2 separate regions of the Mus musculus genome follow, and region 2 is linked to region 1. A link is a contact called in public Hi-C data. All regions are on one chromosome and are shown on one strand. Each heading gives the region's core, a stretch centred on a gene start, on an enhancer-like site or on the middle of the called end of the contact. The rest is flanking DNA. Distances are from core to core; before and after follow the strand shown.

Region 1 (7,454 bases), core at 1,595-4,094:
CCTCATGTTTTTTGTTTTTGTTTTTTGTTTTTTTTTTAAACACATGGTTAATTGACAGTCAATTTAAACATTTTTAAAGAAAATATCCACCAATTGCTTAATAAAGACATATAAATCTGCTTTTTCAATGAAATTATAAATCCTAGTAAATATTCCAGATTTAACAGATAGGTAGATGAACACATTTAACTCCCAAGACTTGGTACAGTCAACTTAAGAACCATAATCCATTTTCAGTCCCATGTTCACAACAATAATCATTAACAAAATCATTACATAGAGCTATTCACAGTGAATATATATATGGTGCTTTCAGTGGAAAGAGGCAGAACAGTGCTTCACTTCAACACCCACTCTCTTCCTTTACTTGCAATGTCCTGTGTACTTCCAGAGGGCACCAAAGGATAGTTGTAACAATGAGCGTAAATCAAGCCAGGGAACATTGTCTCTGGAAGGTGCCAGTGTTTGTCTGAGGCAGTGAGCAGCTTCAAGTAGCTGAGCAACCCAAACAGCAGTAAAAAGATGTAAGATATCGACACGCTCAGCTGCATCTTGTTAAAAGCTTCCTGCGGGTTGGCAGAATGAAATCTTTATTTAAAATACACAAACTATTGTCAGGGGATAGGTGGAAGGAGAACACAGTAGAAGGGCCAAATGCTTCGCTTAACCCAATAGAAGCGGCTGAACAAAGGGGAAAGTGGCCACACTGTCAGCAGCAGGAGTGGAGAAGGTGGCTAACATCATAGCAACATCCATCTGTTCTTCCCATGGTTTCAAGACGCATTATATCTTTTATTATTAATTATGTTTCCAAGGGGAGGATAAAGATATGATTATGGATAGCAGAGAGGAAATCATTTCGGCTGCCACTTGGCATTGAGTAGAATAGCATATGTAATGACCTAGTGATGACAGGAAACGGAGCTGTATCCTTGAGTCCCAGCATCCCTCTTTACCAGTCAGCACCAACTCCCTGTTGGTAGTCAGAGGCTGCCTTACAAAGTTCATGTAAAACCATTATAGAACATTAACTGGAAGGGACTGAGACAGGACTGAGTAGGGTCCATTTGTACAAAGGAGATACTGGGAGGAGGAAAGAAGGGAAGCAGAGGGAGTCTAGGAAAAGGAAAGGAGGAAAAGGAAAGGGAGGAGGGGAGAAGAGGGAGAGAGTAAAAGAGGAAGGGAGGAAGAAGGAAAGGTAGGGTGGAAGGGAAGGAGGGAGAGAAAGACGCAGGAAGAGTAACAGAGATAGAAGGATAGAGAGACAAAGAGAGACACAGAGACAGAGAGAAACACAGAGACAGAGACAGAGACTGAGTCACCATCTTGGACAGACAACACATAAGAAAAGCAAGTGCTCTGTATAATTGCATAAAGAAGTCACGTGCATTCTCTTACACCATGTGTCACTTGTTTTACATACTGACATTTCCAAAAGCCATTTTAAGACACAATGAAGGTACCTGTGAAACTTTTTGGATTTGTGAGCACAGTGGCTTTAGGGAGGCTGAGCAGGGAGCCCGACAGAGGATGGGTCACTCATGAAGAGCCAAAGAAACTAAGCAAGAATGAAATCAGGCACGAAAGAAAGAAAAGAACGCTGTGGGAGCATGTCACTTATTTTGATGAAGCTTTATGCCTCTTTGGGCAGAAGTGGCTCACAGCTGTTTAGTTCGTTCCACAATGTTCACAACACCTTTAGCCAGAGTACACCTGCAATGTTCTAGGTTGCTTATTGTTACCAAAGTGATAATTATTTTGGTTTCTTTTCATTTTAAGCACCAACCGTGGGATGTGCTTGCTTTCTGTCTAGCAGGGAACAGCATTTGTTGCCAATAGCTTTGTTCTGATCAAACATAATGTAAACCTAAGAAAGCCTTTACTCTATCTGGCCCACCCTGTCCTTGAGGATTTTCCCTGTCTACTGTTCTTGGGAATAAGGGTTAAGTTCCTCTCTCAGGAGCCCCAAGTCTGAAGTGCATCTGGGGGTGGGTGGAGGCACAAACCATTTGCGTTGGGATATCAAGGTGGTGGTGAAGGACCCTCTTCATCATATACCTGTGGGCGTCGTCTCCGGAGTACCAAAGCTGCATCCCAGAAACTCTTCCACAGGTTTTCTTCAAGATAACCAGCACGATGGCGGAGCCCCTTCTTCCCCTTAAAAGCCCCACCAAACTGGCCAGCTCCCGGACTGCAAACTACATCCTATATCAGAAGCACATCCCTGAGACAAGTGCTTCCTTCTCTCTTTCTCTCTCTCTCTCCATCCTCTGACTGTACTGCTCTGGTCCCTACATTTCAGACCCCAACTCTTCACCCCTTACCGCCAGCTTCCCTCCAAGAAACCTGGAGCAGGGCAGCAGGGACACCTGCAGAAGTGCGCACCTGGCCAGGCGCTGTCCAGCGCCCGGTAGCCGGAAGGTGCTCTCCACGCTGAGCTGGAGGCAAGGCCTGGCTGCCTGGGCTCGGGTCTCTGTCGCCACGGCAGCCAGCCGCCCCCCGCCGGTCCTGCCCGCCGCGGCCGCGCCGCCGCAGCCATCAAGTGGCTCGTTAAGGAAATGCAGGTGAGCGCGGGCGGCGCGCGGGGCCGTGTGCGAGCGCCTGTGCGCGAGCGCGAGCGAGCCAGCCAGCGGAGTGCGAGCCCCAGCATCCCGGGCGCTCCCTCCCGCAGCAGCCGCCCGTCCCGCCCCGCCCCGCCCCGCCCCGCCCGCGCGCACCGCCGCACCTGCGGGCACTCGCCCCGGCGTCTGCGGGACCCGCGGGCTCCGAGCGCGCCGCCACCCTCCCGCGCCGCCCTCGCACACGCAGATACCACTTTTAAAGAAGCCGAAGCGCTGCAGCCCACCGACGCCGAGCGAGCGCTGCCGGCTGAGGCCGTTGCTCTCCCTGTCTGCAGTTGAGCCCGGACCCTGGGACAGAAAGACAGTTCTCGGTTGGACTGGAAGAAAGGGAAGGAAGACTCCTCTGTTCCCGAGGAGAGCGGAGCGGCTGCCCTAGTAAGTAAAACTGCTCTCTGGTCTTGCTCTCCAAAGTGAGGCGTCTACCTAATGCTTCCTCCCGGTTCCTTTTACCAGGGAAGAACTTGCCTTATATAACTTGAGTAATTCCTACCTGAGAAGTGCTTCGCTAAACATTTTTGTGTGGGTTTCTTTGTGGAAGATCACTTAGGAGTGTCTCTCTGCATGTGCAGCATTCCCAGGAGTCTGATTGTTAAAGGCTCATTGTTCGAGGGCTGCTAGAAGACCTGGCTTGTGAACATGTTGGTTGGTTCTAAGATTGAAGCACTATTACCTAGGAAATCTTGAGGATTACCAGCCCATTGCCTCCTCCTTCCTGTAACCTTCAACCCTGGTCCACCCCCAAGTTCCATCCTTTGCTGACTTCAGTGGGTTGCTTGTTTTATCTTTAGTTGTAAGGAGCCCGAGCGAAATTAATTGGGTCAAGGGAAAGTTAAGAAAGATGGTTTGCAAGACTAGAATACAATCCTATTCGGATGACTTCATGTCTGTGAGGCGTTTCTGTGTGGAGGAAGTCCTGGCACAAGCCTAGGTGGAGAATCTGATGAAGTTAATTTGGAGTGGAACTGTGAAGAATGCAGTGTGAGAGCAGGCTGAGGCTGGGACTCTGACACAGCCGGTTATGAACTGTGACAGGCTCATCAGCTGCTGACAGGTTTAAGGTATCTCTGAAGGCTGAATATCGCTGCATCAAAAACTTTTGCAGGTAGCATTTCTCTTGGACTAGCATTCCCTGTCAGAGGCTGCAGCTTTTCTGTGCACGCAAGTAGGACACCCGTCCTCCCTCCCATCAAAGGGTTAATGGTACCATAAAAGAATAGGAGACATGTGTAGCCTGACATTCGCCAATATTTTGTAATATCTAAATAAAACCTTTATGTTATGTCAGGAAAAATATAGTTGAGTCAGTTTGTTTTGCACAAGAGGAAAGAGAATCAATAACGTTTCAGCATTTCCCCCTCTTTATCACTGCCAAATGGGTTCTGAATCTAATTCTTCTTGCATTGTTACATATACTGTAGGTACAGTAGGACTTGCAGGTTAGAAACAACTGAACCGATTTAAATGCAAAGTTCTTCGACATAATGGCCCTAATACAGACTGGAGTCAAATAGTGATAAGAAAAAAAGTCAATGTGATTTATCTTTAACACTCATTTTTTTTCTGCTAATATAATACATACTTTTCCAACAAAACCCTTGCAAATTTAGAAAATTAGACTGAGAATTACAACTAATTAGCAGGTCAAATTTCATTATAAGAATCACTTATCAATTAATGCTTATGAGAATTCTCATAATTAATTGAGACTTTTGTAGTCAAAAATCTTGTCACCTCTCAACTCAAATAGTTAAGTAAAAATTTCGTTGGACATCGATTTCAAAAAGTATGAAAAAAGCCAGAATGGTTGAAAATGGAAAAGCATTTAGAACTGTGCCATCTTGTTTGGGTGGTTCTGATTGTCTTGGGACATAAGTTTTAGAGTGATTGGACAGGACAGTGTACCCGATGATGATTCTGGTTACACAAAGTTGTAATGGAAGGGAATCACTTCAGAAAGATGTGTCATTGTCTCCTGAACATCACTTTATTTCTCACCCCTTGCTCTCCATTGCCATTCCTGTGATTGAATTTAAATAATTTAAACTGAGATCATTGGTTGATCAAATCTGGATTATATATATATATATGTTCTCTATAATTTGTGACCTCAAATCTCTAAGATGATGCATGACATTTGAAAAAAAATACATAAAGGGATAATTGTCCATAAGCTGTAGTACTTAAGAATGAACCAAACATTCAATTACATATATTTTAGTACGTATCTATTCCCACAGAATGCACAGGAGACCTGTTCGTTTCTGAAAGCAGAGACTTATCAGTTACATTGACAATGAACTGACACACATTCTGGCTCTGTTATCATTGTGTCAGTGTTAGGAAGGGCATCCTGAATTAAAGCTGTTTCTAGTCATGCCTACAGAGATACCTGGTAATTGTTTCTGTAACCATAGGGAGGGGAACCTTAGCCAGAATGATAAAATTGTTAGCTTTTTGACACCAGCTTTTTATGTCATACAGGAGTTGCAACTTTAAAGTTGAAAGAATAAAGTTGCTAGTGTCAGCAGTAATGTGTTTTATTATGCAATTGTTCTTGTTATTCAGATCGGATAATGGTCTGATGAAATACATAAGCAGTCTGCAGGGAATGAATGATTAATTCCTCTAACGTGTGCTTACCAAAGGAGTTTTTACTAATAAAGTGCTGTGGACCTGCATTTGCTTACAGTTGCAGTTGGTGAAAGCAAACATACCTTCCCTTCCCTTAATATCAACAGGAAATTTAGGAGTCTGTTTCTGTAACTATAGCAACATAAATTTGATTTTGTAGACCACATGGTCATATAATTTATGAAGTTCTCAATAGGAGGATCATTTTCTTAAAAGACATCATTTAGAAAGCAAAGCAATGTTAATTAGGTCTTGGATTGCAATGTTAAATTATTGATAACATTTTTCTGCTTTTCATGTGTGCAATGGTGGTATTTCTTTCATGTATTGCATGGAGGGTGCATGAACCCAAACATATGGGGGTGTAAAGAATGCTGGTACCGATGACACTTTCCTTAGTGATGTTAAGGTGTAGTGGAAGCTAAAATACAGTTCTCACAGATACAGCTTTAACACTTCAGGAATGAGTGATAGCAAACCACACAATTGTGGCTGCAATTGGTGCACATTGTTTTGTGGTTAGAGACATAGCTTTATTGTAACTTCTAATAACTCTAATTTTCTAAAGCTTTATTATTTTAAAGGATAGTGAATTAAAAGTTTGTAAGTGTTAAAAAACAGCTGATCTGTGGTGCAAGTTACACATGTCAGTAACCTACATGTATTTTTTTTTCTTTTTAGAAAAATTTGGAAAGTATTATTTGTGAAGTAACATAATAAAATCATTACTTATCTATATATGTATCCACATATTTATCAACTATATATCTGTCTATCTATATCTGTACATACAACATATAACTTTTTAGAAGAGCCTCTGTTGTTTGAGGCAAATACCTTAGCTTGATAGTATCTTTTGGATATGCACCTATACTGAGGTTAATAAACTTTAGCTACATCAATAATATAATGAACATACTTGATAATTTAAAAAGTCAGAGGGGAAATTAAATGAGTAGAACTTTTTATTGAGCTGAATGGCAATTCAAATTTCTGTTAATAGGTTTAAGTGTGTGTGTGTGTGTGTGTGTTTTCCTACTACTTTTGGTTCACTTGGATTTCATTAGATTTCTCAAAAGCACTGTACATTAATACGAAATAAATAAAATTTCATTCATACAATCAGCAGCATAAAAGTTAACTGCACTCACAACAGGCTTTAAAATTTGTTCAAGATATTAAATAAAGACAAACAACTGATGTACAAAAAATGCATAGTATCTTTAGGGGAAGACATAATGTGATTGAAAACAAGGGTTCTGGGACTTCCTGTGTTACCTAAGGAAGGTTGCTTGGTTGAATTTACTAAGAACTTCCTGCCTAGTAAAGAGAGTGCTAGCAGCCTTACATCATTCCAATTACAAAACACTATGAAACAGTCTAGCATAATTACTGATGTAATTGAGTCTAACATTTGGCAAACTGTCAGATTATACTGTGACAGTCTAAGAATCCTCAAAGGAGTCAGAAGCAAACATCTTGTTTGCAAAAGTGCCAAGTTAATGGTCCTGAAGCCATGTTGGACAGGCATTGGTTTGTTGCTTTCTTGGTTGGATGATCCTTGCAGTGGTTGAAGAGAACCAAGATGGAGCTTGTAGAGGGGAGGAGACATTTGTCTTGAGTTCCTTTGAAGCACCCTTTACTCTTGCTGTTGAGAAAATATTCCATCATTTACTGTCTTTGAATTATCATCTCTGTAATCAAATAGCAGAAGAGTTTGAGAAAAACAGAAAATAAAAGAAACCAACAGTGGCTCTGGTCTTCCAACTTCAAATAGTAATTCTCTTTATTTCTGTATATTTATTATTTTTACAATATTGCATATATATAATGCAACTCATGTGGTTTCCCTAAATGCATGTTGCAGAGTGTGAAAACAAAAAACAAAACAAAACAAAACAAAACAAAAAAACCTTCAGTCTTTACGTGTTAGAGAAGTAGAGAAGTAATTGATTACTTCACGTATGAAAAGATGTAAATATAGAATGATTTCCATCTTACACTGCAGGTTTTCTCTACCAGTTTAGTTGTATTTAGTGGTGGGTTGTCGAGTACATGCTTGGACAGCACATTCCACACCTGCTAGGCAATTAACAGCCAACAACCCATTATTTTCAAAAGATACTATTCATCCCCTGAGAAATTTTCAGAGGACAGTATGCCATGAGATTGAGCACAGTGTTCAGTCTAAATGTCTTAGAT
Region 2 (7,454 bases), core at 3,185-5,684, 2.0 Mb before region 1:
TTTTTAAACTAGGATCTCTTTATTTCCTAAGTTATTATGATCGATCATAAACCTAATTTATAAAGTTCTAATTAGACTTGTAAAATTAATTGTACTCATCTCAATCAAGAAAATTGGGTGTTTAGTTTTCTTCAGCTGAAACAAGAATCCTTTCAACTGTTAGGATCAAAATTTTCTTTGCCTTCACAAAGGCAGACATAACCTTTGTCACTGCTAAAACAGTACAGGCTGACCTTACAATGTCTGCCCGTGTGACATGGGTTTAAAAATAAATGTTTCCATATTTCCTCTCAGCAATGGTTCTAAAAGCAGAGATATTTTCTGCATATAATTTACTTAAAATTTTGAGAGTCAATAGTACATACTTAATTTTGTGGTTTTAATACTTGCTTTCCTTACACAGTTCATGTTGAGACATGATGCTTAGTGCAGCAGCAGTAGCAGAAGGCAGAGCCTTTAGCAGGTGAATGGGTTGTGAGTGTCACACTTCGTGGTGGGTGAGTTTAGGTCTCCATCCATCTCTATGCCATGTTAGAATGCTACTTGTGAAGAGATGCCTTAAGTGGACTCAGAATACAACACACATGATCACCATCTTGAACATGGGCTTCTAGCCTCAGAACTGTGAAAATCTCCTTCTTCCTTTTCCTATTGGGATAATCAGGTGTGTCTCTGTCCTTCCTCACCTGCCTAGGCATTCTCTGATTGGCTTTAGTAAAGAGCTCATGGCCTATAGCTAGTCAGAAAGGCAAAGGTGGGACTTCTGGCAATAGGTGCAAGGGACTTGCTAGCTAGACATGAAGGAAGTCCGACACACAACATATTGAGAAATAATGAGCCATGTGGGAAATGCAGACTAGGATAGATGTGGTTAAGTTTTACAAGCTAGTTTAGAGCAAGCCTAAACCATAAGGCCTAAGCTTTCATAAGTAATAACTATGTGTCCTTATTGGGAATTGGCACTTCAAGACAGTCTATTTTACCCTTTAGTTTTTAAAAAGCTTTGTTTGTTGCGGACTGTCCAGTGGCTCGCAAGAAACGGGATATTGCTGAAGAGGCAACCTCGAGCTGAAAGAGAGGGAACTAGACGAATGAGAGAAAGAATGGAGCTAAGTCAAGATTTCCTGGTCAAAGCTCAACTTTAATGTCGGGGAACACGCCTTATAAAGAAGAGGGGAGGCCCATTCCCGCCAAATCATCCTTCGAGCCCAGCTGCAGGTGACCACGTGTAGGCTCCCAAGGGAAGAGCTAGGCAGCAGGTAGCAGCAAGTAGCAATGGCAGAACAACAGAGTGATCCACGGAGGCAGGCTCCACCCCAGGTGATCTTTTAGTGACAACAAAGTCAAGCCTGGCTCAGCCTGCTTCAGGCTGTGCAGGGAGGTTACATTTGTTTAATAACTTACTTTATGTATATGTATGTTTTGTCTGCGTGCATGCCTATGCAACATGTGCATGCATGGTGCCCATGAATGCCAGGAAAGGGCATCAGATCTCCTGGAACTGGGATTGACAGTTATAAAATGCCCTTTATATGTTGGGAATGAAGCCAGATCCTCTGACAGAGCAACTAGTGCTCTTAATCACAAAGCCATCTCTCTTATCCCAATTTTTACTTTTATTTAAAGCTTATTTATCTTGTTTTTTTTAGTTATAGTAATAAAAAATAGACTATATGTCTCATAATATGTTTTCATAAATGCTTTTATATGCAGTATGAGTGAAATAAATATATTGTTTAGTCACTCATATTCCCTTCAAAATTGTATTTTCTCCAAGTAGTATTTTGATGTTTAGGATTTTACAATCTCCATTAAATATGTTCTCCTTTCTGTTATTTCTTCTCTCTTTGTAACTGTACTTATTTCAAGATTTTGTTTTTAAAAGAATTATTATTATACAAAATACTCCAAAGAGAGATACTTAAAAAATCATGTAGTCATCATCTCTTTCTTGCAGTTTCTACCCATAGCTTTCTTGTTCCTGTAATTTTTGTGTACTCAGTAGATATGTTCAGTCTATAACCTGATGTTCACTGTCACCACAACCATGGAATTTCGTGCAACTGGTTCCTTCTAGATTCCAGTATGATGGACATCTAATGTACAATATCCACACTCATAGGTCACTTTGAAATTTGAGTTTCAAGTCTTTTGATACTGCCATAATGTGTGAAATATATCTCATATCATTTTTTGAATTCATTATTTAACCAGGGGCTGAGACGCAGTTTGAACTTATTCTCATTTCAACACTGTAATTCACGAGTAGTGTCACTCACCGTGGGCTGCGCTTTGTCTCTGCATCTTGTTCTGTGCTTTACCTCATATGTGTGAGCAGTGCAGGGAGTGAGGAAGCTATGCATATGCCTGCGCCCCGCAGTGAAGCAGACTGTCAGAGCATCCCTGGTGCAAAGGAGAGAAGAAAGAAGAGGTGTTGACAGAGGAATGCTAGCACTGAGAACATAAAATAGTAACTTCTGTTCATGGAAGGGAAAGACTCCCATTTTCCTCATCATTTTTTGACCTATTTCTTATATTTTGCCAAAGTCAGATGGATCGCCATAGTCTTTCTTATTTCTGTTTTTGCCAACTATTCCAGTTTATTAAGATTACAGTTGAAGTTCGTATGTAAATGCACCACATTTTTTTCCTATTTTATTTTTGAGTGTCTATTTGTTTCCTCAGTTCTATGCAGTTCAAGAATGTATGTTTAAATTGAGCATCTTCAAAAATGCCATCTGGTTAAAGTATGATTAGAATATTATTCATCATATTTAATTTTTATTAATAAATGATACTGCCACTCAATTTTGTTTCTGTGGTTTTGTATATAGACTTATAACAAAACACTAGAATCATAACAGGACTTTACTATCTGTCAGCACTCTAACCCAAACTTTTCTGCCTCAATATTCAAGACTAAATCAACTTGTATCAAGAAATATTCATCCTGAGAGCAGAGGATTTTCTAGGAAAATTTCATTGGAGTAGTCACAGAAAAGAATATTTAGATTCCAATCCTCATTCCACCCTTTTCTTTTTATTAATATGATGCCTAATGACTATTCCCTGAACAAGACTTATTGTGAATGATACTGACTAACAGAACATTGTCTTCCTGGATTTTGAGGACATGGGATGACATCAGCGCCCATGTAGTGTAAGGAAGATAAGCTCAGTGTGGTGTGGTGAAGACAACTCAAATCCCAATCTGTGATAGCATAACCGAGCATAGGTGATTCTAGCTTCAACCTAGATGGCAACTAATGCCTTCAGCAGTGGAAGAAGACAAATGGAATACCAAATGGCATACTGGCTCAGGAATTCTTTTAAGAAATAAAAAGACAGCTGGGCATGGTGATGCACACCTTTAATCCCAGCACTTGGGAGGCAGAAGCAGGCAAATTTCTGAGTTTGAGGCCAGCCTGGTCTACAAAGTGAGTTCCAGGACAGCCCGGGCTATACAGAGAAACCCTGTCTTGAAAAACAAAACAAAGCAAAGCAAACCAAAAAAAACAAAAACAAAAAAACAAAAAACAAAAACAAGCAAACAAAAAGAAATAAAAATACAATTAAATTGTTAAGTTCAATTTCCTTGTAAGAAACTATAGCGTAGTTTTACATATACATACCAAAATTTATCAATTCAGACAATGTGAATGGACGACTGTGCACATGTGTTTCCATAAAATGTTCAAAGAGGTTTTAAAACTTTTAATAGAGAAATGATAAATATTTGATGAAATTGACAGCTCAAAGGACTCTACACTATCATGTCTTAAAATACATTTTACTCATATATATATATGCTAATGTATGTTAAGATAATTTAAATTATTATAACATTTTCAGAGTTTGGAATGCTTTATTGTTGAAGATTTCCCTATATACTACTATAGAGTGGTTTTTACAGCAGTTACATCATAGAAGTGTGTTCCTCCAATATGGGAGAAAAGAGTAGAAGTAGAGAACCCTGACGCTTCCGCATAATGCCTTCATGAGGTTTGGCTCATGAACACTAACATTCTTCACAGAAATGCGCTAATGATTTCCTGGAGTTTCTGTTGCTTTCAAGCTTTCCTAAGCAGAACAGTAAAAATAGATACGTCTCAGACTAATTTTTTTTTTAATAGAAACCCATCTGCTCTTCTTTCTTAGGAAAGGACGGTTGGTAGGAAATTACACATAGAAAAAAAAATCCCTGCCAAAAGATCTCATGACATTACCTTTCAGGAAATGTATAAAAGGATTTCAAAAACAAGAATGGACTACTATCTTTCTTCAATGACACACTGCTTTCTCTTACAGTTACCATATCAAGGACGATATTTTAGAGGCTGAATTCTGACTCTTTGCAATAACATCACATAACATTTTAAGGCTGGCCTGACATCCTGCAGCTATTTTCCTTTTTCTCCAGTAGAGATGTGAAGGCAGTGGCAGCATCGCGCCCTCTTATTGGCTGCCTTTGAGCATGGGCTACAGCAGTTTCCTACAGAGCTTGACAAAGGAGAAAGGTTGGCAATGAGCAGAGCCTCTGGCATGTGAAAAACAGAAAGAAACATATATGGTTCAGAAATAGCAACGGCTCGCCTGCCAAACCAGCCCTGTGGTGTTCATGCTTCTGCATTACCGGCCTGCCTGCCTCTGAACTCAAAGCAGAGGGGAAATCAGTGGAGCTCTTTCCGTTTTTCAGCAGATTTAAGCTCTTTCCTCTGAATGCCTGTTAATAGAAAAACCATGACCTTCATATCTTTGCAAAAAAAAAAAATGATGCTTCATAGATTTTCTCATTTAATAGAGTCTTCTATGCCCTTGCATATCAAAACAATTTTTAAAAACTTTAAGAAACAGGAAATTAGACTGAAATGTAAGTGTTGATTTTTATATTCTTGGAATGATGAGCATGAAAAATATTGAGCAATACAAATGAATTTTAAGGTACATACTTTATGCTATATGCTTACTTTAAGAATAGTAATATAGTACTGTGTAGCATATATTATTTTTACACTAATGAGGACACTGTTGAATTAAACTATTGAAGGATATACAGACCAACTATTATAAATGGTGAATTTAGGCTCTTCATGAAAACCTACTTTATTATTAAATACAGTCCTTATATATTGTTTCAAAAAATAATTATAGCCAGGCAGTGGTGCTACTTGCCTTTAATCTTAACACTCTGGAGGCAGAGGGAGCTAGGTGGCTGAGTTTAAAGCTAGCCTGATCTGTAGAACGAGTTCTAGGACAACCAGGGATACACAGAAAAACCTTATCTCAACCTTCCCCTACAAAAAAAAGCACATTTATATTTATTTTATGTTTTCATTACCCACTATCTCTTTGGTGTGTGTGTTTGTGTGTGTCTGTGTGTCTGTGTCTATGTCTGGGTGTGTGTATTTCGATATGCATGAGTGTGATGGTCAGGGAACAACTTAGACGAGTTGGTTCTCTCTGTCTACCATGTGTACTCTGGCAATAGAACTCAGGCCATGAACCTTACTGTCAAGTTTTTCTTCCTGATGAGCCATCACTCTGTTCTTCTACTATATACTTTGCTGTCTAAAACTTACTGCAGTAAGCAGTATGAATCATTTAATGCCTATGTATTATTACATACCAGTGTCAATACAAAGACAATTTACCTTCCATGAGATGAGTCTGAACAATACCTCTATAATAAGAGACATTTTAAAGAATATCCAAGTCTACATTTTCAACAGAAATCTTCAGAAATGGTAAGTTACACTGGTCTTCAGGGAATATGGCAGATAGTGAGCCACTTTTAATATGTGTCCTGGCACAAAACCCTTGGCAGGAGTATTGCAATATTTTACCCATCACATTTTGCTTTCTCTTTATCATTCCCAGAATCCTTCACATTAAAAAGGAACAATTAAGGAAATCAAACAGAGCAAGATTAGAAGATGGTGACAAATAAACAGATAAAAAAAATCTAAAGGCACCAAATTTAGAAATACATATCCGGGTCCCTAAGTAAAAGCCTGTTTTCATCTGAAGGCAAAGACAATAAAGACCAAGCAATTGTGACATCAGAATTAGCAGGACAGGACTGCTTGCAAAGGAAACAGAAGGGAGGGAACCTTGGAAAGAACTTTCACACTTTTGCTTCTTGTTTTCCTAGCAACAGAGTGAATGCAGCTTCAACTGCCAAACCTTGCTTCATTTGAGTGAAAGCCCAGCTCTAAGAAAATTGCTTTTAGGTTCCACTAATTGCTTGGCAGTGCAGGCACACACAAATAGATCAAGTCTTTTGTGCTCCTGGAATGCGTCTAATTGTATGCATATGATGGATCTCCTTCATTTTCTGCTTCTAGATACACAGGTATCACAGTCAAACTATGATAATTATTTTTGGTATTCTTTGCCACTTGTTTGTTTTGGTTTCTCTCGCCCAGTGTCCTGCTATGTGGTTTTAAGTCATACCTACCTAGTCTCTTTTATTGCCAGCAGAATGGTCTGAGAAGCCCTCCTGTGATGCTAATGACCTTTAGTGGCCATAGTGTTGACTGTTTTTTTACTTCTGGATTCCTAAAAATGTCCCTTGCTTGTTAAGTATTATTTTGGCCTTCACATGAAAATAGGCTTTTACTTAGGGACCTGAATATGTAGTTCTAAATTTGATGCCATTAGATTTTGTATCTGTTTTTTTTTTTTTTCACCATACTATAATCTGCTCTATTTGATTTCCTTAACTGTACCTTTTTAATGTGGAGGATTCTGAGAATAATAAATAGAAAGCAAAAGAGCTATTTCCATATGTGACATTAAATATGTGAACTCAGAAGCACATGTCTTGTGAAAATGGTGTATCAGATATGCTATAAGGGCTCCTAAAAGTCAGCCAAATGCTGCCATTTTGTTTAACGACTTTCATATTAAGTTATATGACTGGATTTATTCCATCTCTAAGTTTCTTATTTCCTCTTCACTTATACATTCATTCCTTTATTCTTGCTTTTATTCTGCACTAAAATTTAAGCATTCCTTTTATTTTCCTATTTAATTTTCACTGCTTATTTTATTTATATTCCAACCTAAACTGTCTTCTCTCAGTATAATTATTTTCTTCAGAAAAATAGTGATGATCCTTAAATTTATTGTTGCATTATTATTCCTGAGGATATGTGAACAGACATCTTTTTCATAACAGTTAGCAACCTGTTAACAGACCAAGGAAATACTTCCATTCAAGTCCATTTTGTAAAGATATGAAGGGCATTACTGGCTGAAAATCAGGTTCATCCTCCAAAGGTATTTCCACAGCATTTGTCATGACTCACAAAGATAAAACCACTGCCATCCCCGCAATCAATATTCAATGCCCTCCAAACTCACACATGCCCACAATGTCTGGATAAGGGGCAAGTGAGAATGGATGAGAGGAATTGAAAAGAAGTATCTCCTCTTCTGTTATGTAATGACAA

Evidence for each region. A called contact is a pair of places that touch in the nucleus more often than the background predicts.
Region 2: a Hi-C map of cerebral cortex shows a contact between it and region 1, with 2.7 times the contacts expected there. The contact joins the enhancer-like site here to the promoter of Ptprd in region 1. A contact is called at or near these places in 2 of 39 promoter capture datasets (embryonic stem cells and hippocampal neurons) and 2 of 484 Hi-C or Micro-C datasets (cerebral cortex and cortical neurons).

Annotation. Positions count from the first base shown.
Region 1 is chr4:78,207,132-78,214,585 of GRCm38.p6, reverse strand. Ptprd (protein tyrosine phosphatase, receptor type, D) reads left to right here and starts at 2,844. Exons shown (of 40, transcript NM_011211.4): 1 at 2,844-2,996. B230208B08Rik (a long non-coding RNA gene) reads right to left here and starts at 3,859. Exons shown (of 3, transcript XR_003955358.1): 1 at 3,671-3,859; 2 at 2,386-2,993; 3 at 1-566.
Region 2 is chr4:80,201,186-80,208,639 of GRCm38.p6, reverse strand. No RefSeq gene overlaps it. Among named protein-coding and RNA genes, the nearest start is that of Gm32658, 430 kb to the left of the region's middle. Within about 2 kb of position 4,434, at least 16 of the 459 cell types and tissues checked have an H3K27ac peak or open chromatin away from gene starts, as enhancers often do. A contact at or near this core is called in cerebral cortex and cortical neurons, where this site is marked.